Linked DNA regions of Mus musculus: regions 1, 2 and 3 are each linked to region 4. The links are chromatin contacts, called in public Hi-C and HiChIP or PLAC-seq maps. All regions are on one chromosome and are shown on one strand. The core of a region is the stretch at or near the end of the contact, and the rest is flanking DNA. Distances in the headings are between cores, read along the strand shown.

Region 1 (7,211 bases), core at 3,835-6,334, 970 kb after region 4:
GATGCTTGAAGTGCTTTCTTAAGTCTCCTGTACCCAGCTTTACTCCATGGAGTTCTCTGTGAGAACTGTAACTGATATGTTAAAAAGTCCTTGGGATTGTGAACTTTTGAAAATACAGGTTAAAGGATGGGGATTTGGGAACAGCAAATGACAAGAGAAAACCACATTGGAAGGAGAAAAACAAATTCAGTTCTGACCTCAACAGCTTATCATGGTTATGTTCTGTGTTGTTCAGTGCATTTATTATTCCTAAAATAGAAGCACCTTTTATATGGTTTTCAGGATAAAGGTTTTAGGATCTTGGTATATGCCATGCCCCGATGTCCACAATGGGTTGATTCGAGGATCCTCTCCCTCCCCCACAGTTCTAAACATTCTTTGATGTTCAAAATCCTACATACATGGTTTGCTTCAAGCCATCTGCTATGTTTCTTTAATGTATTTCAAATCATCTATAGAGTATTAATAATACTCTCTTAATAATGCAAATGTTAGGCAAATAGTTTTATACTATTATATTTAGGGAAAAGTAATTTTTTAAAATATCTGTATATGTTCAGTACAGGTGATTTTCTTCTGGCTATTTTTGATCAGCTTTTTTTTTAATTCACAGATGTAGAGCATTTGAATAGGGATGGCTGACTATATTAGATGTTTATACCATATTACCCTAAACTTTGAAATAAGATTCTCTACTATGTGTGGAAAGGGGCTACTGTCAAGTCCTTAACTCAAAGTTATTCTAGCATCTTGAGACTGAGCAAATTCCTGATTGTTCTGTATAATTGGAGTAAGAGATAGGTTAGAGGTGCAGGTCAGAGGACCTGTAAAATTGTGTCATGATGTTGCTTCAGAACCTTCCAGACATTAAGGAGTACCACTGAGACACCAGTTCAAGTCCTTCTGATGGAAAGGAAAAGCAAACAATTTTAAGGTGTCAGTTAGGGTTTTTTTTTCCCCCTTATAAAGCCTAGACTAATTATTGTCCACTGTGCTAGCTTTTCCAGGTTGCAAAATGCTATGAGTCAGTTTAAGGACAAGACAAACTATAGCTGACTTTTTTATTCATGCAGACGACATAGTCATTCAAAGATGACTCATGCATCCTTCCGTTGTGCATCTCTCTGAGCTTCTCAGAAACCAGGAAAGATGTTGCAAGCTCCAAAATCATGGGACTCCAGTGCTGCAAGGGGGCCATTTTCACGTTACTTCAGGGAGCCCTGTCTGGAGTCCAAAAGCCTAACTTAGATGCCTTCACGCGAGTGGAGCTGATCTTACTGACTTGCCAAGCTTCCTTCTTACCGTTTTCTGTTTTACACAATGCCTTAAGGAGCCCGGGATAGAGACTAACTTTTGATTCTTCAGGTTTTTTTCCTGCAGATATGTGCTCTTATTTCCCTTTTCTATCTTCTAATGAAGGAAACATACTGTTCTAGAAAACTGGGAGGGGGGGAGACCCTCTACTTAGAGATGACCCTTGTATATATCTTGGGGAATGCATCTGTAATCCTTTTCTTTTACTGACCACTATGTGTAGTTCCTAGATAATTTCTTCCTTCTTTAAACATAAGAACCATAGAATCATACAGCAAATGAAAGACTATATAAATCCATTTTCTTTCAGAAGTCCATAACAAAGTTTTTCCTCCCTATTTTCTCTTCGGGTACTATAACTATCCCTACACAGTAAAGGGTATATGATCAAAGGAAGCCAAACACCTTTAGAACAATAACAATGTCATCAAAGCTGTGCCTTATCTAAGCGTGGTGGCACAAGCCACTCATCACTTGTGTAGCTGAACCTGGATGGTGACAGTTTCAAAGCCCACAGCAAGCTTGAAGCCAGCCTGAGAGACTTAGTGAAACTTTGACTCAAAAATACTACAGTAAAAAGGACAAGGGAGCAAAGACAGAGTATCAGCAGAGGACTTTCCTGGAGTGTGGAGGGTTAATCTTTGGTGTTTCCTCTACACAAAGAGTTGTCTTTGGTGTCTGAAGCACAGGAATTGTTTATAAAAACACATGGCCAAGTAATTCTACTCAGCTTCTGCCCTTTCTAATTTGACCCAGGAAGCCAACCCTTGATATGGACACTGGCCTTGAGTTATATCCTGGTATGACTTGTATGTTATGACTAAATCCACATGCCAAGCCACCAACTGCTCCCTCTTAGGTCTATCAGAGTGCTTTGTGGAACTTCTCAGATTTCTTTAAAATAGTAAAACGTTGGAGTCAAAATTGCAAAATTGAGTAAGCTAAATCTTTAAAAAACAATGTTACATAGGTAAGTCTTTCCTTGTCAGAAATAATATCCTGTTGGAGGATGTGGCAGTGGGCTTCTGAGATGGGCAATAAACTCTGATATCTGACAGTTTCTCAGCCTATAATCCTACCTAGTTTGGATCTCTCTTACTTTGGCTATCCACATGATCACTGTTGAAGTCAACATCATGCTAACCTGAGCAAGGCAGATTGGAAAGGATAACCCACAGGTACTGCAGGTGCCTCCCATAAACAGAATAATATGCAGTCTATTCTGGAGAGCATCCTTAGGGCTCCTGTTCTTGGCCTAGGAAATTAAAAGTATATTAAATACAGATACACATATTAAAAAACTGATATATTTACACTGCTCCAACAGTCCAGGTTGCCATCCACATGACTGGCTCCCACACGCCAGATGAATCTTCCCCTTTCAAGGAGATTCTGGTCCTGAGGATTTGACAGACAAGCATAAAGTTGATCTATGGGAGAACTTGTGATCAGCATGGGTATTTAGAAGGGAGAAGGGAGAGCTTCAGAGAAGACCTACCCATCTTCAGGGACAAATAGGTACCTAAGGATGAAGGACAGAGGCACCTCAGCAAATGGGAAAATGTAAGGACATAAAGCAAAGGTCAGTCACAAAGAAACAGTGAGCTTGGAGCTTGCATCCACATGTGAAAGAGTAGGGGATGAAGATGATCAGGACTAAAATATTCAAGAGCGTTATATAGGATGCAAAAATAGCAAATCTTTGCTTAAATAAAAAGGGGGACTCCCACAGGAGATTTTCAAACCTTTTATTTTAAATTCATTTTCCTTAAGATTTATTTATTATTATACGTAAATACACTGTAGCTGTCTTCAGACGCACCAGAAGAAGGTGTCAGATCTCATTACGGGTGGTTGTGAGCCACCATGTGATTGCTCAGATTTGAACTCAGGACCTTTGAAAGAGCAGTCAGTGCTCTTAACTGCTGAGCCATCTCGCCAGCCCCCCCCCCTTTTTTTTAAATTTAGAAAATGTGTCATTTAGGGTGACAAAAAAACAAAACAAAACAAACAAACAAACAAACAAAAACAATGGCAATGGAATCCAGTAAACATAAGCCAGGATGCAAAGCTTCAAGAAAGGCATAGACATGTGATGCATAGGGTAGGACTACTCAAATGGATGGAAAGCAAAGCAATTGGGTGTGTCAGGAGACCATCAGCAAAGTGAAAGGAGAGTTAAGACAAACAGGCCTTTGAGGGTGGTAGAAAATGGGAAAAAGACACAAAGTAGCAATCTTTTCCTTTTACAAGCTTATTCTTGAAAGAATCAAGAGAAAATAATCCTAAAATGGTCAGGTTACACTAAAGTATTTTCTTTATTTATAAGATGATGTCTGAGCAAGGTTGGGGGAGAGAAGGGGGCCATGTGGGAGAATGAGCACTGGTGCTCCTTAGAAGAGGAACTTAGTTTCACCCCTGCTTAGTTTGTAATGAATCCTCAGAGATGAAGAAAAGACCTTTAAGATTTGAAGGTCATAGATATAACTAAAAGAATCATCTCTCATGTCACCAAGAATCTCAGAGACCAATGAAAGCGCACAAAAAATAGGTGGCATATGCACTATTCTGGTTGCTTCATCAAATTATTAAAAATGGGTGAGTGGCTTAATGCAGGAGAAAGTGATTGCCACAGTCCTTCTGAAGGCACGAAGTCCAAAATCAGGACGTGACATACTTGGCTGCTTATGGGAGCTTGGAGATAGAGTCCACTCTGAGTTTGTGCGCCTAGCTTCAGGTGGGCAGTAGCTGTGACTTGGCTTTCCTTGGTTGACAGACACATCAAATCCAGCCCTTCTTGTTCCCACCTGCTTTGTGAGTCTGTCCCTCAGACCTCTCCTTACCTTTTACAGTAGGGGCGTGAGTCATTGGATTTCAATCCCTTCCCAAATTCAGGACAATCTAAGACTCAGGGAACTATGTCTTAGACAGACATTTATGGACCATCACATGTATACAATAAAACACCTTCTGTAACAAGAATGTGATTTCTAAGATAAGATTCATATGACTCTGAGCCATATGTGTAGGATAGAAGCTGGTTCTGCTGCTTGACAAGTAGTGCAATCTCTCTGCCTTGATCCTGTAATCCTGGGGTGTTGAGGATTTTTAAGAGTTAACAAGAAAAATTAAAGACTTTTTTTTTTTTAACCTTCCATGACTACAAAACAGCAGGTATTTCCCGTGTGGTAGGTTTGGTCCACAGTGTTGCCACACACGGGGGACATAGTACAGGATGAAGAAGGCTTCTGCAGTAAGGGAGTGTCCCGGACCAAAGAGAGTGTTACAGTAAGCTTCTAAACCAAATGGAGTCTCTTCTTTCCCTTTGGTCTACAGTTTCAGATTGTTCGCCCTTTCAAGCTCCTCTCCATCGTGGAGAAGCAGAAAACCAAGTGGTAGAAGAACCTTTAGAACCTTAGTTTACCCCTGTATGCTTTGCAATGGGCTGGTTTTCTCTACTGCAATACACAGGGAGGCCCGATAAAGAGCCTGTGAAGCTCATGAGTTTGGAAGACACTCGTGCTGAATAATACCATAAAGACATTTATTAATGTACACCATGAATTGTACAAGAGACACCCATAAATTCTCAGATAAACAAGCATATTGATGGGAAGAAATGGAAGTCATTTGTTTTTATTACTGATTTTTCAAATAGCATCTGAAACAATGTGTTTCATTATGACAGCTTTTTAATATAGATCGTTACACTTTGCTTGTAGTTTCTCCCACTACCTTCCCCCACCCAAACTTCCGTAAGCTACGCCCCTTCCTCTTTTAGCTATTCCTCTTTATGTTTTCATGCCATACATGCATGATATATTTGACCTAGACCTATATATATTTAAAGCTAGACCCCACGTGTCTTAGTCAGGGTTTCTATTCCTGCACAAACATCATGACCAAGAAGCAAGTTGGGGAGGAAAGGGTTTATTCGGCTTACACTTCCATACTGCTATTCTTCACCAAAGGAAGTCAGGACTGGAACTCAAGCAGGTCAGGAAGCAGGAGCTGATGCAGAGGCCATGGAGGGATGTTCTTTATTGGCTTGCTTCCCCTGGCTTGCTCAGCCTGCTCTCTTATAGAACCCAGGACTACCAGCCCAGAGATGGAACCACCCACAAGGGGCCTTTCCCCCTTGATCACTAATTGAGAAAATGCCTTACAGTTGGATCTCATGGAGGCATTTCCCAACTGAAGCTCCTTTCTCTGTGATAACTCCAGCTGTGTCAAGTTGACACAAAACTAGCCAGTACACCACGTAAGAAAGAAATATTTGATATTTTTTCTTTTATCCCCTCATGTTTCCTTCTGTTGCTTTCCCCTCTCTTTCTTTCCCAAAGAAGTCACATTCTGCTAATATGTCATCCACATATGAGAGAGAACGGGCAATGATTATCTTTCTGAGTCTGACTTAACGTTGCTTATCAGGTTGATTCCCAACACTACTGTCCCCTCCACACACACAGTCATGGAGGTATTAAAATCACAGTGCTTATACAGCACTTGAGGTCATATGTAGAATCCTAATAATAGATCCTTAGATCTATCAGTAAAGTAGTAAAGAGTTCTGCTCTTTTCTACTTTGAGGGGTGCTGGGGATACAAGCCGGGTGCGAGTCCTTCTTTATGCCCCTAGAGCACAGTTGCCTAATCTTAGCAATTTTGTGCATAAGGAAACTCCAAACATCCACTTTCAAACATCAGTCACAGTCTTATCAAGCTCAGGAGGTATGCTTCTATTTTGCTATGAAACCTAACCAGTTTCTGATTCCTATCTTTGATTGTAGATTCTTATGCCAAAGTTCTAACACAAGTTGCTGAGCTAGGTAATCATTAAATGCTACCAGAAATCAAGCACCTGATGAAAAGTTTACCAAACAATCCTTTCCCCTCTGGGAGCTTCAAAGGGAACAACCCTGCTTTCCAAGTTCCCATCTAACAGGGAAGGGTTGGCAAGTGCGTGCAGCCAGCCAGCATATACCAACAGCAAACTGGCCCTGTAGACATGCGCGGTCAGAGTTTAGGTTTGTTACATTTTTACATCACGATCCCTCTCCTCTACCCTCAGGTGTACTTTGTGGGTTCTGTCCTTTTGAGACCTGCCCGTCGGGGATTGGCTGGTATCAGTGACTGTCTACTGCTGGATTTTCTGCTTGCCTTCCCGTCATGTCTAACGAAGTAGAAACAAGCACAACCAATGGCCAGCCTGACCAACAGGCTGCCCCGAAAGCGCCATCAAAGAAGGAGAAGAAGAAAGGTATGGGAAAACAGCTCTTGTCTGTTGTCTGGCTACCACAGGAGCTTAGTCTCAACTTCTAACTTTTTTTCTTTTTGGCACAAGTGATTGCTTTGCCTCAGGTAGACTTGTTTCTGCATCTTTGGTTGTACCAACTCAGGTCCGGTTAGGAAAATTTCATAGCATTTTGTTCTTCCTTTCTTTCTTTCTTTCTTTCTTTCTTTCTTTCTTTCTTTCTTTCTTTCTTTCTTTCTTTCTTTCTTTCTTTCTTTCTTCCTTCCTTCCTTCCTTCCTTCCTTCCTTCCTTTCTTTCTTTCTTTCTTTCTTTCTTTTTTTCAAGACAGGGTTCCTCTGTGTAGCCCTGGCTGTCCTGGAACTCACTTTGTAGACCACGCTGTCCTTGAACTCAGAAATCCGCCTGCCTCTGCCTCCCAAGTGCTGGGATTAAAAGTGTGCACCACTACCCCCGGGTTTTTTTCTTTTTTTCTTTCTTTTTTTTTTTTTTTGATCATATGTCTTTCTAATAGTTATTTAGTTTAAACATATGATTAGTTGTACAACCACAACTATTGTGTAATTGTCTCTCCATAATTTATTTACCATTTTGCCTTACAGGCATCCCCATTTTTGAGAAATCAAATTTTTGACTTTATTAGATA
Region 2 (6,819 bases), core at 2,478-4,977, 880 kb after region 4:
TAGCATTAGCTGTAAATCCACTCCATAGTAGTCTACAAACCTGGGTTTTTATTTCATTGTTTCTATTTCATGCCAAATCATAGTAGTTTCTTTTTAATTTATAGAAAGAAACAAATAAAAAGGCTCTTGAAAGAACCTAAGGAACTTCCCTTGCCTATGTCATAAAAACTCACTAGCTCACACTTACTTAATTAGTGAGAGCTCTGGTTTGCAAGCTATTGAATTTAATGTTCATGCTTTTAGCATACAGAGAAGTATATGTGCATGTATTCATAGGAGTAATGTTTTTTATTTATTTATTTATTTGTTTGCTTGCTTGCTTGCTTTGTTTATGATGTTTCAGACCCAAACAAGGGCTTCGCAAGTATTCAATTACCAAGCTATATCCCCAGTTTCCCTACCTTTAAAAACAAAAACAAAAATAAAGAATCATTAAGTTACCCAGTTTAGTCTTGAGTTCCCTCTGTACCTCAGCTGTCCTGTGACTTTTCGGAGGAAATGTGAACATTCCAAATAGGGGCTGACTAAGGATTATTAGACTAAAGAAAGTATTCTACCTGTTTCTTGCTTGGGAACTAGTGAATGCATTGGGGTCCTTACAGTTAGTGAGTGAGAGGTTATATACAGGAGCGTGGAGCCTAGCATGCAGTGTACCGCCAAAAACCCACCTGGGAATGGGAGATGACGTAAAAGCTGCAGGTTGTAGGCAGCTCCTCCAAGGGTTGCCTCTCTCCAGAGTTTCCAGATTGCAACCTTGTGGAAGAATTCCTTGAGTCCTGTTCCTTTAGCTTTCCAAGTCTTAGGAGTCTCCTTATACCCCAAAGAGAAGGTTTGAATTTTGAAGAGCTACACAAGGCCAAGCAGACTTTAAACTCTCCATCCCACTGCCTCAGCTTCCTGAGTAGCCAATAACAGAACTGTGTACCCAGGCCAGACTGACTTTATAATATCAGAGACAGCATAGTGTCTGACGTTTGCGTCAAGAATTACTATTTCAGAGTTGGAGACTCCTGGGCTCACTGACAAGCTGTGAGACCTCAGGGAAGTTTCCCTGCAGTGGAAGGCTGAACCAGACTCGGATGGATGTGTGTAATTGTGCAGAGACACGTTCCATTCCCTCTCACAGCCATTTGCTCATTTGCGCACTAAACTTTACGTTCTCCCCAGAAGCAGCTTCGGCACATTTCTTAGCACATTGCTCCAGTGAGCATCCATCAATCTGTCAGACTTGGCACATGATCTCAAGCATTTTTGTGGAACTAGATGACTGCAAAGGTTCTTCCAAAACACTGCAGCTCCATATGTTAATAGAGTCTTAACTAACAGGCTTTAAAGGAGATGCTTAAAAATGAGCAGGGCATGGTGAACTATGCCTATAGTCATAGCATTCGGAGTGCTGATGCAGATGGATTGTACATTTGAAGCTAGCTGGGGCTACCTAATGACTTGGAGACCAGGCTAGTCTGGGCTATATAGTACAAAATTAGGTCAAAAAGAAAATACATAGGAAGGGAAATGAGAGGAGAGGGGAGAAGAGATGGAAGGAAGGGATAGGAGGAGGTAAAGGATGTAGGGAGAAAAGAGAAAAGAGAAGGGAGGGGAGGAGAAAGGAGGCATGGACAAGAGCGGGGAGAGGAAAGGGGAAAAAGTCAGTGATGGCATTGACTGTCATCTCAGCACTGAGGAGTCTGAAGCAGGAAGATTACACTGAGTCAAAGCTTGCCTGTGCAACACAGTAATACCAAGTCAGCCATGGATGCATAGTAAAACCTAATATTTAAATAATAACAATCCTCTGTTTGTGTGTGTGTGTGTGTGTGTACATATAAACATAAAACTTACCTGTCTCATATCATCTTACTCTTAGTAGCCACAAACCTCTATTCCATAATATACCCCTAGCTACTCTATAGGCAGACTGGTTGTGCCTATAATATAACAGAACTAATCTACGATGCAATTCATTGTTTTTCCTTCTCTACTAGCTGAAAAACTCGTTATTGTTCAAAACCGCATAATCAGACTGGCTGATTTTTGTATAAAATTTTTTGAGTCTCGGGGCCTCTGTAAAACATCAATAAGAATCTACAGATTCTCTGGGAAGAGTTAGAAGTAGGAATGGGAGTATATATGATCAGATCGTACAATCTCAAAGATTGATAAATGTATTTTTACAATGACATACAACAAAAGAGTCATAAATATTTTGTAGCTTATAAGCTACTTTCAAATTGCTTTATAAGTGCTCACGTCATTAGATGGATTTATAAAACACAATGGTTTTCACCAGACAAAATACAAAAGCTCTCCTCATAAGCACAATAGTTCTCATCAGACTAGGAGAAAGGGCTAGTAATAAACGGATTATGAACCCAGTGCTTGAATCAACCAAAGGGAATTTTTGTGTTGAACACTCAAATATAGAACACACGGTGTCAAGTATCTTTTAAGTCTTCAATGAGGCCAGGAGAATGTATTCACTTACAAATATGCTTAGCAAATGTGGATCAACACTGCTGTCCAAGTTCCCTGCTGAAACCTCATTTGTATGACTTCCTTTCTTGAAGTAGTGTATCAAGTAAAAGTGGTGGCCAATATCGTTACAGGTCTTGGCCAATAAAACCTACACATCTCAAGAGCATAAAGAAAAATAAACCGGGCGTGGTGGCGCACGCCTTTAATCCCAGCACTCGGGAGGCAGAGGCAGGCAGATTTCTGAGTTCGAGGCCAGCCTGGTCTCCAAAGTGAGTTCAGGACAGCCAGGACTACACAGAGAAACCCTGTCTCGAAAAAAAAAAAAAAAAAAAAAAAAAAAAAAAAGAAAAGAAAAGAAAAAGAAAAAGAGAAAGAAAACGTGTTTCCTGATTTGCTTTCCCTCTCCTCCTGGAAGCAGAGATTGTATTATTAAGAAAACCACCTAACAGGATCACTGGACACTTCTAGTGTTTCAGTCAAAAACCCTTACAGTTGCTCTTAGCTGGTCCCTTTCTCTAAACACTTCACCCAGCGTGTTTATCCAGTTCTGTTGGCTCTTGCTTTACTTCTGACTGCTTCTCATCACCAGCTTTCCTCATGCCTGCACTGATTACACCTGTAACCACATAGCTTGTGCCTTGCTCCAATCCTTCGTCTCACCTCTCTGTCTGTCTGTCTGTCTGTCTGTCTGTCTCTCTCGTTCTGTCTCTCTCTGTCTCTTTATCTCTCTCTGTATCTCTTTCTGTCTCTCTTCTCTTTCTGTATGTCTGTCTCTGTCTGTCTCTGTCTCTATCTGTCTCTGTCTCTGTCTCTGTCTCTCCCTCTCCCTCCTCCTCCCCCTCCCCCTCCTGCTCCCCCCCCTCTCTCTCTGTGGGGGGGTATGGCATGCTAGGAAGAAAACCTCTTCCTTAGGCTAAACAAATATTTTCCCACTGAGCAATGTGCCTAGCCCTCCCCAGCATGTAGCACAGTGTCTAGCACATAGCAGGTGATCGGTAAACAGCTTGTAGAATGAAGAAATAAGGGAATGAATTAGCCAGCTGCCAGTATGACTCAGGATCAGAGGAAACAGCCTACTCACAAGCAATGCACTCCTAGTACAGGCTTTTCTGAGAATTTATATCCAAACTTCATAATTCAGTTTCCTTCTCTCTAATTGAATCAATCTCCCCACCCCCTGCCCCAGTTTTGCAGATCATAGTTTGCAGTTAGAAGAAAGGATTGCATCGTAGTGTTTCAGAAATGATTACATCATTTCAAGATTTGTACCACTATCTCCCTTCTTCGGTGGCCGGCACTATTTCACAATCACCAAATAAGTTGGGGAAAATGTCGATGTAAGCAATCCCATTTCATTACTTACTCACTTCTTTATGCTTAAGACAAAAATTCCAAAACATTGACTTAAAACAGGCAATAGTACTATATGCTTAGTAATTTATGGGAGGTTGCTGAGTATGAAGGCAGTTTAGAGAAAGTGGAATGACACACATATATTTTAACAAATACAGTAATGGGTCAAGTTTATAAGCATCATTTTATCATAAGGTGTTCAGATACCAAATCCACATTTCATCTTATAGCCACATAAACCCTAATAAGAAATAATATGTAAAATCCCAGCTTCAAAGCCAGGTATAATATCTCATAACTATAATGCCCACACTCAGGAGACTGAGGAAGGAGAGTTATTGTGCATTTAAGTCCAACCAAGGCTACGCACTGTATTCTAGGCATCCACCTCATCAATAGCATAATAGCCTGCTTAAGAAAGAGAGAGAGTGAAAGGCAGACAGAATGGCAGAGAGACACAGAGACAGAGAGAAAAGAAAAGACAGGCTGGACATGGCTACCCATCCTGATAAGCACAACAATTGAAAGTAGAAGGGACAGCTGGTTCAAAGCCAGCATCAGCTACACAGGGAAGTTGAAATTAGCCTGGACTCCAAGACACCTTGTTCCAAGCAAAACAAAACAACAACAAAGAATGCAGTCACCTCAAACTAAATTCATTGGCACATGTGTGCACACACATACATGCACACACACTCACTGACACACAGTAGGATGAAGCCTTGCTGGGGAGTTGGATTTTACAGGAAGAAAAGAAGGAGAAGAAAGATGAATAGGGAACAGAGAGAGTAAAATTCATTGTATACATGTATGAAGTTGTCAAGAACAAAGCCAGGTTTTGAAAGTTTCGAGCAAAGGAATGTTTAATGAAAAGACAAAGAATGATCTGGTCACCACCCAAGCTCATTTCCAAATTTGGTCAAAACCTCACTACTGTCAGCGTGAAAATGGTAGACATTACTGGATTTGCATGGTAAAATAATTTCTGAGTTCTAAAATAATGATAATTGGCTAAGCATTTTTCAAAGAAAACATAAAGTTGGTATTATTATTACTATTATTAAAGTTTTAAAGAACTTAAATATTGAGGCAGCAGAACAAACTGTGAAGTCCTTCTTTTGAATAGTCTAGAGCAGAACTCGGATGGAATCTCAGAGCGTTACAATCCAAACTCAAAATCCCTCCATCTCCCAACATCTGTCACATTAAAGAGCAGGTTAGCATGACTATTTTTTAAATATTTTTTAATTTATTTTTTTAATTTATTTACAATTCAAGTGCTATCCTCTTACCCAGTTTACCCCCTCCCTCTCCTGGAAATGCCCTATCCCATCGCTCCTACCCCTGCTTCCATGAGGGTGTTCCTCCACCCACCCACCTACACTGGGCCATCTATGGAGCCTTCATAGGATCAAGGACCTCCTCTCTTCCCATTGATGCCTGGCAAGCTGGAGCCACGTGTACTCCTTGACTGGTGACTTAGTCCCTGGAAGCGCTAGGGGATCTGATTGGTTGATATTGTTGTTCTTCCAATGGGGTTGCAAACCCCTTCAGCTCCTTCAGTCATTTCTCTAACTCCTCCATTGGGGACACCCCACTCAATGCAATGGTTGGCTGTGAGCATCAGACTCTGTATTTGTAAGGCTCTGGCAGGGCGTCTCAGGAGACAATTATATCAGGCTCCTGTTAGGAAGCATTTCTTAGCATCCACAATAGTGTCGGAGTTCGGTGACTGTATCTGGAATGAATCCCCAGGTGGGACGGTCTCTGGACGGTCTTTCCGTCAGTCTCTGCTCTGCACTTTTTCTCCATCTTTGCTCCTGTAAGTATTTTGTTCTCCTTTCTCTGAAGGACTGAAGTACCCACACTTTGATCTTCCATCTTCTTGAGCTTCATGTGGTCTGTGAATTGTATCTTGGGTATTCTGAGCTTTTGGGCTAATATCCACTTATCAGTGAGTGCATTCTGTGTGTGTTCTTTTGTGACTGGGTTACCTCACCCAGGATGATATTTTCAAGTTTCATCCATTTGCCTAAGAACTTCATAAATTCATTGTTTTTAATTACTGAATAATACTCCAGTGCGTAAATGTACCACATTTTCTGTATCCATTCCTCTGTTAGCATGACTGTCAAAAAAAAAAAAAAAGTCTCCTCATACTTGAAGGGAAACATGTAAAAAATAAATCATATTGAAACAATGACATAATTTGTTTTGTGAGGACTATTTAAAATTTGAATATTATCACCACAGTGAAGACAGTAAGGTCATCAGGTGATAAAAGTCCCTTTTTAAAGAAAGCAGGGGTAGAGGTGGGAGAAATTGGTCCAGGCGGAAGGGTACTGTTTCAGCAAAGGAACTGCCTATGGTGTGGTCTTCTTGCTGATGGGTATGTTCAAGGGTCTTGGGCCTTCACTTTCTTCCTTTTCAGGTAGCTGATTCCATCATTATTTCCCATATTTTTTAGGCTCACTTTCAAGGTCTTTCAAGTTTCTATCAAGGAAAAGAGGCACCTTACAACCATGCCACAGGATGACCTGACAAAAAATTTAAGTTGTTAACATCCTAGATCTCCCTCTGTAGGAGTCATGAGTGCTTATGTAAGACTTGTATGTTTCCTGCATTAACTTAAGGAGAAAAATGGGTTTTTTCAATCAGCTTTTCAAGCTGAGGCTGAATATCAGAAACCTTTGACCAGAAAAATTCAGGCCGACTCAACAGAACCTTGGATTGCTTTAAATAATAATAATACCCAACTCTTCAGGTTGAAGGATGCATAGGACAGTGCCCTTGTCCTTCCAGGTCTCTGGCCAGTTCACCCACTATTGGAGAGTGGGTTGTATTGGACAATTCAGTCCACTACAAGGATGCCCAGCACTCTGGCTTCCACATCTGTCCACAGCAGTATCCCTAATACTATGTAGCAGAATTGAAAGAACATGGCTGTCCTGTTTATTTTGCTTTTGCCTTCCAAGGATGGCCAAGCAAGGT
Region 3 (7,227 bases), core at 2,137-4,636, 610 kb after region 4:
ATATGGACATGAATCCCTTGAGGAAAACCAACTTGCAGAATGTTTTTTGAAAGAATGAGAAATTAAAAATATCAATTAGACAAAAAGGAAAATGCTTTATCTTTCCAAGTCTCAGAATGCTGGAATTACCACCACAAACATTATTGGTGCTCTTTATTATAATTATATTTACACATATACATTGTAAAGATGAATTACTTATTCCCTAATTTCGTGGTCCTTAAATACAATGTTCATTGAACATTTGGTGTTGGAGCACCCTAATCAGCAAGATAAGTACAAACTTATTAGCTGTTCCCATAGAAAGAACAACTTCAGTTTAAAATTGCCAAGAACCAAATAAATAAACAAGCAAAGAATAAGAAAATATTAACAAATTTAAACACATTGAACTATATCCAAACACATGCAAAGCAAGACTATGGTAACAATATAACTTTTATTTGTCAAATGTGAGGAAAGTGAAAGTTGACTTAGCTACTTTATTGAAGCTGTAGAGCAAGGGGCAATCAGATGTAGTTGATAAGGAGTGCATACCAGTAAATCTCTTCTAAAACCAAACTTACATTCACACGAGTATTTAGTATTATTTGTGATTTTCAAGTGGTCAAGTCACTCCTAGTGTCTACTAATAGAAGACGGTGCCTCTGTAAATGACAACATGATCATTGCAATGGGACTAGTATTACTCTTACATGTAACAAGAGAAAGTTCTCTGTTTTCACACGAACAAAACCTACAAAACAATAAATGAAAAATAAACATGGTGGAGAGCACATCACAGCATGTTTTGAGGGAAATCAGGATTAAATACCGTATCATGCTTAAAAAGCCTTTGGGTATATATACATGATGGCAGTTATCCTTTGGTAGAAGGTTGTGAGAATCTTCCAGGTAGGAATAGCAGTGAGATACATCTAACAAAAGTCTTACTTCTTAAAATCATGTGAATTCCTCATCTTTACAAAAAAATTAGATAGTAATAGCATGAAACAAGAGATGGTGTAAAGTAGGAGGAAATTGAAAGGCAAAAACCCCCAAACATTTGAATGTCCAGGTAGAATATCCCTCACAACATCTAACCCATGCTCTTAGAAGTTCAATATCAGTGGCCAGAAGAATTGAATAAAACCCAGTAGCACCGAAGAGTGGCTTAAACAAAACAAGCCACAATGGTGATATATTACCACACTCTTTTTTTGTTTGTTTGTTTGTTTGGGTTTTGTTTTGTTTTGTTTTGTTTTGTTTTGTTTTGTTTTGTTTTTCGAGACAGGGTTTCTCTGTGTAGCCCTGGCTGTCCTGGAACTCACTTTGTAAACCAGGCTGGCCTCAAACTCAGAAATCTGCCTGCCTCTGCCTCTGCCTCCCCAGTGCTGGGATTACCACACTCTTTTTAAGTTTCCTTTAAAGCAGAATATAAATTTTCTCTTTATTAAAATTCAACCTTGTTTTGTCCACTGAAGTCTTGAGTGTCCAAGCTGATTCCCACGTGTTTAAGAGCAGAGGTGACAGTGAACCTGGAAAAAAACACAGTAGAAGGCTTAAGATTCTGTTAAAATGAGTCACATACAGGAATCTGGATGTTTTAAAACTAATGCCTGCCAATGTGGCTAAGATAGTAGAGCTAGCTATGTGTGCTTGTTATAGTCACTCTCCATGTTCCTGATAGTCCACTCTCTCTGTGCACATACATGCACGGGAAATATTTGTGATAATTTCCCCAAAAAAATAGTATCACTAGATTTTTACATTGGTTGAATTTTAAGTCAGTTTTATATCTCCTTTGTGGTTTTGAAAAAATTTAAATGTAAGGAAACAATGAGGCTATTGTTATAAAGATGGTACATCCCAAGAGATTTCAAGTCTGTTGTGACATAAAAGCCAGTAAACAATACAGATGACATACTTTCAGTAACTGTCATTTTCTTGGTTTCCTTAAAGACAAAAAGATATTGGTGGTAAAAAAAAAAAAAATAATAATACCTGACAACATTGCTACAGTTCCGAAATGATAAATTGTCCTCTTAATTTTGGAATTTTGCTTGACCCGCCAGAAGAGTGAGGTGCCTTTATTCCCCTGCTTTATCTCCTCATAACCTGTGTGAAATTGCGACATTAATATCCTTTCCTTCAAAGCAGTCACACTAAGAAGTGGGGCTTTGGGAGACTGAAAGAGGCAAATCTCTCAGGGTTGGGTGTCAGTGTTCTGGCCAATAAGGACCCCAGAGATCAGCCTTCCTCCTTCCATCACGTGGGGACACACCAAGAAGGATTATCTGCGAACCAAATATGAGCCACATGTGTGCCAATTCTGCCAACACTGGGATCACTGCCTGAGCTATTGTGGCAAGAAAATGAAAATATGTAGTCTGGTCAAGTCTGTGGCAATGATTCTACTATTCATTTCAGTTAATAGCTTGAATCTGACTAGAATTGCTACCCTTGGGGTTTCTTCCATTTTTTACTTGTTTTTATTGTTGTTGTTTGTTGGTTGGTTTGGTTTGGTTTGGTTTGGGTTTTTAAGGGTTTTTTGTTTGGTTGGTTGGTTTGGTTTGGTTGGTTTTCTTCTTACTCAGAAAGATCTGAATAAGTTTCGTACAACTTCATTTGTTATCTTGAAATATAAAGAGGCAATATTTGACTCAAAACTCAAGACCTAGGAAATTGAACCCTGACCTTCATGAAAAATAAAATCCATCAGCAATATGAAAATAATGGATAATTTTTCCTTTTATTTTTTTATTTGATATTTTATTTATTTGCATTTCAAATGTTATCCCCTTTCCCAGTTTCCACTCCGCAAACCCCTTCTCCCATCCCCTTCCCCGTGCTTCTATGAGGGTGCTCACCCACCCACTCCCACCTCACCTCCTTAGCACTCCTGAGAGGCTCTGCCAGAGTCTGGCCAATACAGATGCGGTTGCACACAGCCAAAACTGAGCACGGGGACCCCAATGGAGGTTAGGGGAAGGACTGAAGGAGCTGAAAGGGGTTTGCAACCCCATAGGACATCAACCAATGAGCCTCCTCCACCTCCCACCCCCCAGCTCCCAGGGACTAAACCATCAACCAGAGTACACATGGGGGAACCCATGTCTCTAGGTGCATATGTGGCAGAGGATGTCCTTGTGGGGCATCAATGGCAGGAAAGGCCCTTGGTCCTGTGGAGGCTCGATTACCTAGTGTAGGGGATTTTTTTTTTTTTTAACTTAGAACAAAACACCTGCCCACCTGTGGATCCTGCCAGTCGCAGTGCCAGGGAGCAAGGGATGTAAAGTCTGATCTGGGACCTGACTCAGGATTCACACAGGCTTAATGCCTCAGATTGCAATTGCGGGAGCCTCTGTCACTAGCTCATTGTTTTCCAGCATGACCTGCAGAACACTCATCTGTTACTGTAGTGGCAGGCTTTCACAATATCCTCTAGCTGAAGAAATATGACCACAGCCAGGCTGACTTCAGACTCAAGCTATTTCGGAGGCAGCAGCTGCTGCAGCAGTGGCAGTAACAACAGGGCAGAGGGGGGTGGGCGGGGGTTGCTGTGGGGAGAGCGAACAAAGTGCTGCCAACTCCCAATGAACCATGTGAGTGCTTCATATTAGCTAATTATCTGGGGGCTGGATATGGGAAACACATCAGGAACTTCTCAGAGCTCCTGGGGCGCTATTTTCATTTTTCTTTTGTTTTTATTAGATATTTTCTTTAGATATATTTCAAATGCTATCCCAAAATTTCCCTATACCCTCCCTCCGCCCTGCTCCCCTACCCACCCACTTCTGCTTCTTGGCCCTGGCGTTCCCCTGTACTGATGTGTCCAAGCAAGGCTAGGGATGTGCAGGTCACAAGGAGTCTTTATCTCTACTTCTTCACCAAATTTCTCTACATCTGTTGAGCGCCCTTTCCCTTCCTACCGACTCCCGACTTTAAGAGAAGGAATTATAATGTGCTAGCTCAGTCTTTTTCAGAGTCTTTTCTTCTGTGGCAGACAGCAAATGACTTTTGCATGTGTATATTTCTAAACATAGAAATCCAAGAAAGATTTCGATATTTTGGCTAACAAGAAAAGTTGGTCATAAATCAAGCTAGTACTGTTACAGAAAAAGTGAGGTAAGGACAACATACTTCACAGGATAAATTAAATTCCCAATGTTCTAGATAATTCTTTCTCTCTCTCTCTCTCTCTCTCTCTCTCTCTCTCTCTCTCTCTCTCTCTCTCTCTCTCTCCCTCTCTCTCTCTCTCTCTCTCTCTCATGATTGCAAAATATAAATTTGATCCCACAGTATGTGTGATGTCAACAAATTAATATTAATTAAGTCAAAGTATAATGAGATTTTACAAAAGCCTAAAAACCCAAAACCTAACAAGAAGAAAAGAGTACTTTGTAAAACCAGAACATATAGACTAAAATCATTTAAAATGTCCTCTGAATAACTTACCACTTCAGAAGTTAAAACTTCAGGGGGAGACGTTTATTAAAAAACCTTTAAATATTCAATAGAGTACACTCATCTGGGCCATAACTACACATAAACTTCCAACAAGAATTCAGCCTTTGGAAAGATTTTATCAACATAGTGTGTCTGTGGGGTGTGTGTGTGTGTGTGTGTGTGTGTGTGTGTGTGTGTGTGTGCCACACAGGGTGATAATTCTGGCCCTAACAGCTTTAGACTAGCAGAATCCCCAGTGGTAGGCATGGGAAACTTAAGTTGTTGGTTGGAGGCATTCAATTGCCCGTTGTTGTCGTCTACCAAAACTTGAAGGTAAGACCATATTGCTGAAGATACCACATACTTTGAACATTAGACTTCCAGGAATTCATCTAAAGTTGACCTGGACACCTCCTTCACCAAAATGGCTTTCATAATATCTGAAAGTGTTGTGAAAGCCACCAAAGGAGAAAAGCAATCAGTAGTCCTACCTGGCTGTAAAGCCAGCACACCAGAACAATGACTGATCCAGCAAGATATCCCTAGTGGCACAGTAGTAGCAGGTATAAATTGAAGGTAACTATCTGCTGTCTAATGGAATGGAGTGGAAACATGCCTGAAACTATAAATCTAGGAAACTAACTATGGCTGTAGAGGTCATGGACCTAATGGAGAACTTACTAATACCACTGTGCTAAACCAATTTAATTTCTGACATTGTTCTTATTCTCATACCAAGAGACCCACAGTTCGTCAAAACACAGAGGTTTGGGAATATACCCAGGTTCATGGAACTCTGATTTACAGCAGCAGTGTGGTTTCTAAGTGTGGTGAGAAAGCAGCAGCTAGGTCATCCATTCAAATTTGCTATTTTAAGAGTTACAGCAACATACATAAGGAAATGACCACTGACATTATCTCTCTATGAAAGTATTCAAAGCCACAGTACATGACCCAAAGATACAGGAAGCATCTATAGGGCCTGAACCTCCTTAACACTGCCCCACAAACCAAGCCAGTTTCTATTTTAATTAGACTTAAATAAGCAACCACCACACCCAAGGTTCTGAAATTAATTGCCCTTTCGTTTATTATCACTTGGTCTTGTCTAAAATTTAGCATTATGATAGTATTGTTTCCCAAACTGCTTCTGGAAGAGTGGCCAAATTTCAACATCTAAAGACTTTTACACATGTAAGGGCGAGTTCCTCAGTAAACTTAGCTGAAATGGAAACCTCATTAACTTGCCACAGGAATTTACGTAGAGCTTGGACTGTAACCTATCAGAAAGGTTCTTTTGGTGAGCTATATGTAGTTAATTTCTATCTAAAGAACAATGACATATTCTGGTTATGAATCTCTTAGACCAACATTACTTTGTGACCCTGTTTTCATTTTTAATTAGCTCAATAGTTGGTAACAGGAACATCTTTCCTGCTTGTTTACATTGCTGTGTGGAAATCATAGCACTGAGCCCTGAGGTCATACTCCTCTACCACGACCATAGTCCTCTTTTCTCTATAAACCTGAAGTGTTAATGGACTAAAATGTAGTTAAGTCTCAACTGAGTGGCATCTCCTTTTTCTATGGTTATAGTCTTTGGATATGCTAAAACTCCTGTCTTATAACACTAGCTGTGTCTGAGATCTCCCCTAAAATGGTTCATTTTGAATTTTTTCTTAGGCGACACAGCTTTCACTATTTGTGTGTGCCCTGGGCTTTTATACTATAAAAATGCCTTGCTTCTTCATGGTTGTGTTGCTCAAGTGATGTGTTTCTCTTAATGTGACAGGGGGTAATGTTTTGTACTGTCAAAAAGACGATTCCCTGAAACTCCTCGTATTACACAACAGTGTTCAAACAGACAACCACAGACATTCAAAACTTTGGGAGTTTAAAAGCCTTATTCCCATTAAAGTGTTAGAAAGTTGCCGCGTTCCAACTTATCTGCACTTCCCAGGCTTGCTGATTTGCTGAGTCACTCATGCTGACTCATGCATGGGTCTTGCCCCTGAATACTTCTTACTTATTCCCCTAAAATTAATCAGAGAAAATAAAGCATAAAGAAGAAAATATCTCTTTAGCTTCCATTAATAACACGAGTTTTGTACCTCTTTCACCAAAATTAACTTCTTGGGTGGCAATTGCCCAAAAGTAAAAATTAACTGACTAAATGGTAATACAGCTATATTAAACTATTATAGTTGTTTTGAGAATACTATATTGAAAAAAGGTATTTTATGCCTTTCCACAATGTCAGAATTTATCGAAATACAGTAAACTCACAAGCTGCACATGTGCCTCATTGGAAATTTGTCTTGTAGCCTCAAATTCCATTCATAACTGTTGTGAGACACTGGCTCTTTTATTCCAACCCTCCTTACTAATATTTAATTTTAGATCATACATTATACACAATACTGATATCTCCATATATGTAGATTGTAGAACAACTAACAAAGAGTTAAAGGGACTACAGTGGTCTTCAAGAGATTCAAATAGGCTTACTAGAGGAAGAGGAAGGCTGATATACGTGGGAGCACAGGTTAAATAAGGAAGGCTGCCAGATCCAAATTACCAATGACAGAGTTCACCCAAGACCCAAGCTTGAGTTGAGCTGCAGAGGTGAGGTACAGGACCACAGATGTCCTGAGGTGTGGTTCATGGCCCAGTCTGGGTGAAATAACAGATGGACAGCAGGACAGACAGAAGTTAGAGTAGTCTGTGTCAGCAGTGGAGTTCAAGCTGGGCTAAAAGCTTAAGGACAGTTCTTCATGCATCAGGCTTTGACTTACACAC
Region 4 (6,675 bases), core at 1,399-3,898:
TGTGGTCAATTTTGGAGAAGGTACCATGAGGTGCTGAGAAGAAGGTATATCCTTTTGTTTTAGGATAAAATGTTCTGTAGATATCTGTTAGATCCATTTGTTTCATAACTTTTGTTAGTTTCACTGTATCCCTGTTTAGTTTCTGTTTCCATGATCTGTCCATTGATGAAAGTGGTGTGTTGAAGTCTCCCACTATTATTGTGTGAGGTGCAATGTGTGCTTTGAGCTTTAGTATAGTTTCTTTAATGAATGTGGCTGCCCTTGTATTTGGAGCATAGATATTCAGAATTGAGAGTTCATCTTGGTAGATTTTCCCTTTGATGAGTATGAAGTACCCCTCCTTTTCTTTTTTTGATAACTTTGTGTTGGAGGTCAATTTTATTCAATACTAGAATGGCTACTCCAGCTTGTTCCTTCAGACCATTTGCTTGGAAAATTGTTTTCCAGCCTTTAACTCTGAGGTAGTGTCTGTCCTATTCCCTGTGATGGGTTTCCTGTAAGCAACAAAATGTTGGGTCCTGTTTCTGTAACCAGTCTATTAGTCTATGTCTTTTTATTGGGGAATTGAGTCCATTGATGTTACAAGAAATTAAAGAAAAGTAATTGTTGCTTCCTGTTATTTTTGTTGTTAAAGTTGGGATTCTGTTCTTGTGGCTGTCTTCTTTTAGGTTTCTTGATGGATTACTTTCTTGCTTTTATGAGGGTGTAGTTTCTGTCCTTGTGTTGGTGTTTTCCCTTTATTATCCTTTGAAGGGCTGAATTCATGAAAAGATTTTGTTTGGATTTTGTTTTATCATGGAATACTTTGGTTTCTCCATCTATGGTAATTGAGAGTTTTTCTTGGTATAGTAGCCTGGGCTGGCATTTGTGTTCTCTTAGGGTCTGCATATCATCTGTACAGGATCTTCTGGCTTTCATAGGCTCTGGTGAGAAACCTAGTGTAATTCTAATAGGCCTGCCTTTATATGTTACTTGACATTTTCCCCTTACTGCTTTTAATATTCTATCTTTATTTCATGCATTTGTTGTTCTGATTATTATGTGTTGGGAGGAATTTCTTTTCTGGTCCAGTCTATTTGGACTTCTGTAGGCTTCTTGTATGTTCATGGGCATCTCTTTCTTTAGGTTTGTGAAGTTTTCTTCTATAATTTTGTTGAAGATATTTGCTGGCCTTTTAAATTGAAAAATCTTCATTCTCATTTACTCCTATTATCCATAGGTTTGCTCTTCTCATTGTGTTCAGAATTTCCTGGATGTTTTGAGTTAGGATCTTTTAGCATTTTGCATTTTCTTTGACTGTTGTGCCGGTGTTCTCTATGGAATCTTCTGCATGTGAGATTCTCTCTTCCATCTCTTGTATTCTGTTGCTGATTCTCACATGTATGGTTCCAGATATCTTTCCTAGGGTTTCTATCTCCACCACTGTCTCACTTTTGGTTTTCTTTATTGTGTTTAGTTTCCCTTTTAGGTCTTGTATGGTTTTGTCCTATTCCATCACCTGTTTGGTTGTGTTTTCCTGTATTTCTTTAAGGGATTCTACCTCTTTAGCAGTGTTCTCCTGTATTTCTTTAAGTGAGTTATTAAAGTCCTTCTTGATGTCCTCTACCAGCATCAAGAGATATGATTTTAAAACCGAGTCTTGCATTTTGGGTGTGTTGGGTATCTAGGACTGGCTGAGGTGGGAGTGCTGGGTTCTGATGATGGTGAGTGGTCTTGGTTTCTGTTAGTAAGATTCTTATGTTTGCCTTTCGCCCTCTGGTAATTTCTGGAGTTAGTTGTTATAGTTGTCTCTGATTGGAGCTTGCTCCTCCTGTGATTCTGTTAGCCTCTGTGAGCAGATCTGGTAGTGTAGCTCTCTCCTGAGTTTCAGTGGTCAGAGTACTCTCTGTAGGCAAGTTCTCCTTTTTCAGGGAAGGTGCACAGATATCTTGTGTTTGGACCTCCCTCCTGGCTTAAGATGAAGTCCTGAAACAGGGCCTGTCCCAGAATCTGTATACCTTCTGTAGTGTGTTCTCTCACCTGAGCAGACTAGTCTCTGAGGGATCTGGTACCCAATATTGCTCTCCCAGGTGCTCTGTTGTAGAGCCCTCCTGGGCAGGGCAGATACCTCTCCTCTGTCAGGGAAGGTGCCGGGATGTCTGGAGCCCGAAATGGGCTCTGTTCCAGAAGCTGTGTTGCTTCTGCCTGTTGTAGAAGCTGTGTAGCTTCTGTAGTCCGCACTCTCGCCTGGGCAGACTAGTCTTTGAGGGATCTGGGACCCAAGATGGCTCCCCCCAGGTGCTCTGCAGCAGAGCCCTCCTCTGTCGGGGAAGGTGCCTGGATGTCTGGAGACTATAAATTTTTACTTCCTGGTTCCTGTTTTCTTCTGTGTAACTCTTCAACTTTACACTGTATCCTTGTTTCCTTTTCTGTAATCCCTCAAAAGCATAGACTTTTCCCTGGAAAGGAAACTAGAGATCCTGTTGTCCAAGTCCTTCACCTTACAGACGAGAACCTCCAGGCCAATGTTGATTTATTAACACCCGGAAGATGAATAAAGTAATAGCAGAAGTGAAAGATTAGGATCTTTTGAGCATAGTTGCTGTCAACGTGGTTTGACTCTTCTCAGAGCTCTGAGTCACTGTCTGTGTGATTGCACATTTGATTAAACACATACAGTTCCTTCTATAATTAGAGGCAGGTAAAAATAGCAAAGTGACTTGACCACTTCTCCATTTCCCTGGAGCCCATGTCACAATTATCGTCTTCCTTTTGACAGCAATGTTATAGTTTTATATTAACTATTTTATTCGTTTTTGGGGGTTTAATATAATTACTGCCTGGGGCCACTGAGGATTAGTGAAGCATATGTAAATAAAATCTGGGTGAGTTCAGAAAAGCACGAGGAGGGGAGATGTAGGAAACCCCCTGTAGCATTGCAGAGGTGTCAGGGCAGAAGTGAGAGCTGCAAACATGTCACAGCCTGGCGATGCTGTATCATAACCTACAAGTCAGGAGGTCTGGATTCCCTGTTCCTGGGTGCAGGTCTGAACCTTGGAAAGTTGATGACATTTAGCTGTCATTGGTGGCTTTCATTATTAGAATGAGCTAAAAGAGAAGGGACCTTTAAAGTGACCTTTCCCACCAGAACCTATGACCCAGATGATGTCATGCATGACAGGCCCTGTTACAGGGATTTTTCACATGATCAGCTGAGGAGCTACAATATCCATTTTGAACTTGTCCTGTAGTTCTCAAAAGAATGTACTAATCTTCAGCCGTGTGTGTGTGTGTGTGTGTGTGTGTGTGTGTGTGTGTGTGTGTGGGCCTTCTGTATGAGAATGAGAAGATGTTGGGTGAGAGCCTCATTTAGGTGACAGGAAAATAAATTACTTCAATCTACATTAATGATGAAAGTTCATTTACTCCTATTTTATTAATATATTTTTAGTTAAAAGAGAATTACATCCCTTTCCCACTACCCCTTTCCTCCCTCCAGCCCCTTCCCAGATATTTTTTCCTCCAATCCCTCCTATGACCTTCCCATGCTTACATTGCTAGCCTCTATTTCTTTGATTATTACTGTTTCATATATACATATGTGTGTGTGTGTGTGTGTGTGTGTGTGTGTGTGTGTGCACGTGCATAAGTATCCACAAATATATAATCAACTTTCTGGGTCTTTTTTGGTTGTTTGTGTATATATGGACCCGTATTCATTGAGTAACCAACAAGGGGACTTATATCCAGGAGAGGCTAATTCTCCTCTGGCTGTTATTAGTTGCCTGTGGGTGGGTCCCATGACATTTTACCCACTTTCATGTCACCAGATCTATTGATAATGAAATTGTTCCAGTCTTGTTTATTCAGCCATTTCTAGGAGAGACTGTTTCACAGCCAACTTCCTGGTGTTCTGGATCAGACAATCTTTTTACCCTTTCTTCCAGGATATGCCCTGAGCCAAGCCATAGATATAAGAGCTGTGATATAAGTGTATCCATTGAGGCTGGGCTCCTCATGATCTGTCGCTGTATTGTGTTCAGCTGTGGGTTTTTTGTGATAGACTCCATTTGCTGTAAATAGAGGCTCTGTTTGATGAGGTGTGGGAGCTACCTACACTTATCTGTACCCACAGCATTGAAGGATGAGATTTGAGTTGTAGTGAGTAATTACTCTGGTTTAGCCAAGTCATGGTGGTAAATTCTTTTCTAAGGTCTATGCCCTCACAAAACTTGAGAAGCTAGCTAGATTTCCCATACAAGGCATGAATTCCTTCCTGTTGCATGAGACTTAAGTCTAATTAGACAGCTGTTGGTTATCACCAACACACAAGGGATTCTCATTTCATTCTTTGGATATCTTATCATGCTGATCATTGTTGTGCTTCATAGGTTTTGCAGCTGGGTAGGACTCTTGAGTTGCCTCCCTCCACTGACAACTTGTATATCATAGAAGCTAGAGTCATCCACTTGACTCATCTGAGTTCTGGGTTCAAAGTGTGTGGTGTTAGCAGTAAACGAGGACTACATTGATAGTAGTCTGTGTTGTTTTAGGAGTCACTTGAATAACTCTTAAACATTCCAAAGAAAATTTCTCATTCTGGCTCCTGGATTTTGTTGGTGTTAGCCTATGGTTGTTTTGGGGAAGCAATTAAAAAAATAGCATGTAAGTGAATGGAGTCTTCAGCAATAGTGACTTACCTCCCACCTCTGGGGCAACAAAAGGCAGTCCAGTAGCCTATAATATTTTGGGATTTTCTTGGAAAACCCTGACAAAAACGAGAGCTTCTTGTGCTTGGTGTTAGGGTTATGTTAGTCTATGACTCCTCAGGGAGCACTGTATCGATGGTCATCTCTGAAAACATACACAGAAAAGTAACATTGTTTGTACTGAGCAGGTTGTATTTATATATTTACGAATATGTATATATGTATATAAATTTATTACATATTTGTAACCAGTCTTTTTTTATTTATTAGGTATTTTCTTCATTTACATTTCCAATGCTATCCCAAAAGTCCCCCATACACTCCCCCCCACTCCCCTACCCACCCACTCCCACTTCTTGGCCAGGCATTCCCATGTACCGGGGCATATAAAGTTTGCAAGACCAATGGGGCTCTCTTTCCAATGATGGCAGACTAGGACATCTTCTGATACATAAGCAGCTAGAGACACGAACTCTGGGGATACTGGTTAGTTCATATGGTTGTTCCATCTATAGGGTTGCAGAACCCTTTAGCTCCTTGGGTATTTTGTCTAGCTCCTCCATTGGGGGCCCTGTGATCCAGCTAATAGCTGACTGTGAGCATCCACTTCTGTGTTTGCTAGGCCTCAGCATAGCCTCACAAGAGACAGCTATATCTGGGTCCTTTCAGCAAAATATTGCTAGTGTATGCAATGGTGTCAGCGTTTGGAGGCTGATTATGGGATGGATCACCGGGTATGGCAGTCTCTAGATGGTCCATTGTTTCGTCTCAGCTCCAAATATTCTCTGTAACTCCTTCCATGGGTGTTTTGTTCCCAATTCTAAGTAGGGGCAAAGTATCTACACTTTGGTCTTCGTTCTTCTTGAGTTTCATGTGTTTTGCAAATTGTATCTTGTATCTTGGGTATTCTAAGTTTCTGGGCTAATATCCACTTATCAGTGAGCACATATCATGTGAATTCTTTTGTGATTGGGTTACTTCACTCAGGATGATGCCCTTCAAGTCCATCCATTTGCCTAGGAATTTCATAAATTCATTCTTTTTAATAGCTGAGTAGTACTCCATTGTGTAAATGTACCACATTTTCCGTATCCATTCCTCTGTTGAGGGACATCTGGGTTCTTTCCACCTTCTGGCTATTATAAATAAGCCATACTGGAGCATGTGTCCTTCTTACCAGTTGGAACATCTTCTGGATATATGCCCAGGAGAGGTATTGCAGGATCCTCTAGTAGTACTGTGTCCAATTATCTGAGGAACCTCCAGACTGATTTCCAGAGTGGTTGTACAAAACTTTCAATCCCACCAACAATGGAGGAGTGTTCCTCTTTCTTTACATCCTCGCCAGCATCTACTGTCACCTGAATTTTTTTATCTTAGCCATTCTGACTGGTGTGAGGTAGAATCTCAGGGTTGTTTTGATTTGCATTTCCCTGATGATTAAGGACATTGAACATTTTTTCAGGTGCTTCTCAGCCATTCGGTATTCCTCAGGTGAGAATTCTTTGTTTAGCTCTGAGCCCCATTTTTTAATGGGGTTATTTGATTTTCTGGAGTCCACCTTCTTGAGTTCTTTATATATATTGGATATTAGTCCCCTATCTGATTTAGGATAGGTAAAGATCCTTCCCCAATCTGTTGGTGGCCTTTTTGTCTTATTGATGGTGTCTTTTGCCTTGCAGAAGCTTTGCAGTTTCATGAGGTCCCATTTGTCAATTCTCGATCTTACAGCACAAGCCATTGCTGTTCTATTCAGGAATTTTTCCCCTGGGCCCATCTCTTTGAGGCTTTTCCCCACTTTCTCCTCGATAAGTTTTAGTGTCTCTGGTTTTATGTGGAGTTCCTTAATCCACTTAGATTTGACCTTAGTACAAGGAGATAGGAATGGATTAATTTGCATTCTTCTACATGATAACCACCAGTTCTGCCAGCACCATTTGTTGAAAATACTGTCTTTTTTCCACTGGATGGTTTTTGCTCCCTTGTC

Evidence for each region. A called contact is a pair of places that touch in the nucleus more often than the background predicts. HiChIP or PLAC-seq counts read pairs in DNA pulled down with a chosen protein or histone mark.
Region 1: an H3K4me3 HiChIP or PLAC-seq map of bone marrow-derived macrophages shows a contact between it and region 4, with 7 times the contacts expected there. The contact joins two enhancer-like sites. A contact is called at or near these places in 1 of 115 datasets of contacts at active chromatin or transcription factors (bone marrow-derived macrophages) and 1 of 9 other capture datasets (macrophages).
Region 2: an H3K4me3 HiChIP or PLAC-seq map of bone marrow-derived macrophages shows a contact between it and region 4, with 5 times the contacts expected there. The contact joins two enhancer-like sites. A contact is called at or near these places in 1 of 115 datasets of contacts at active chromatin or transcription factors (bone marrow-derived macrophages) and 1 of 9 other capture datasets (macrophages).
Region 3: a contact with region 4 is called in a Hi-C map of myeloid progenitors, with 2.5 times the contacts expected there. The contact joins two enhancer-like sites. A contact is called at or near these places in 1 of 484 Hi-C or Micro-C datasets (myeloid progenitors), 1 of 115 datasets of contacts at active chromatin or transcription factors (bone marrow-derived macrophages) and 1 of 9 other capture datasets (macrophages).

What each region holds. Positions count from the first base shown.
Region 1 is chr15:6,410,422-6,417,632 of GRCm38.p6, forward strand. It overlaps Dab2 (disabled 2, mitogen-responsive phosphoprotein), which reads left to right. Exons shown (of 15, transcript NM_023118.5): 2 at 6,385-6,573. The coding sequence starts at 6,483. Among named protein-coding and RNA genes, the nearest start is that of Dab2, 27 kb to the left of the region's middle. Within about 2 kb of position 5,085, at least 7 of the 459 cell types and tissues checked have an H3K27ac peak or open chromatin away from gene starts, as enhancers often do. A contact at or near this core is called in bone marrow-derived macrophages, where this site is marked.
Region 2 is chr15:6,322,619-6,329,437 of GRCm38.p6, forward strand. It overlaps a transcript of Dab2 not described here and the pseudogene Gm18888. Among named protein-coding and RNA genes, the nearest start is that of Gm16311, 16 kb to the left of the region's middle. Within about 2 kb of position 3,728, at least 20 of the 459 cell types and tissues checked have an H3K27ac peak or open chromatin away from gene starts, as enhancers often do. A contact at or near this core is called in bone marrow-derived macrophages, where this site is marked.
Region 3 is chr15:6,053,640-6,060,866 of GRCm38.p6, forward strand. No RefSeq gene overlaps it. Among named protein-coding and RNA genes, the nearest start is that of Gm41259, 13 kb to the left of the region's middle. Within about 2 kb of position 3,387, at least 72 of the 459 cell types and tissues checked have an H3K27ac peak or open chromatin away from gene starts, as enhancers often do. A contact at or near this core is called in bone marrow-derived macrophages, macrophages and myeloid progenitors, where this site is marked.
Region 4 is chr15:5,443,968-5,450,642 of GRCm38.p6, forward strand. It overlaps the pseudogene Gm46496. Among named protein-coding and RNA genes, the nearest start is that of 5430437J10Rik, 49 kb to the right of the region's middle. Within about 2 kb of position 2,649, at least 126 of the 459 cell types and tissues checked have an H3K27ac peak or open chromatin away from gene starts, as enhancers often do. A contact at or near this core is called in bone marrow-derived macrophages, macrophages and myeloid progenitors, where this site is marked.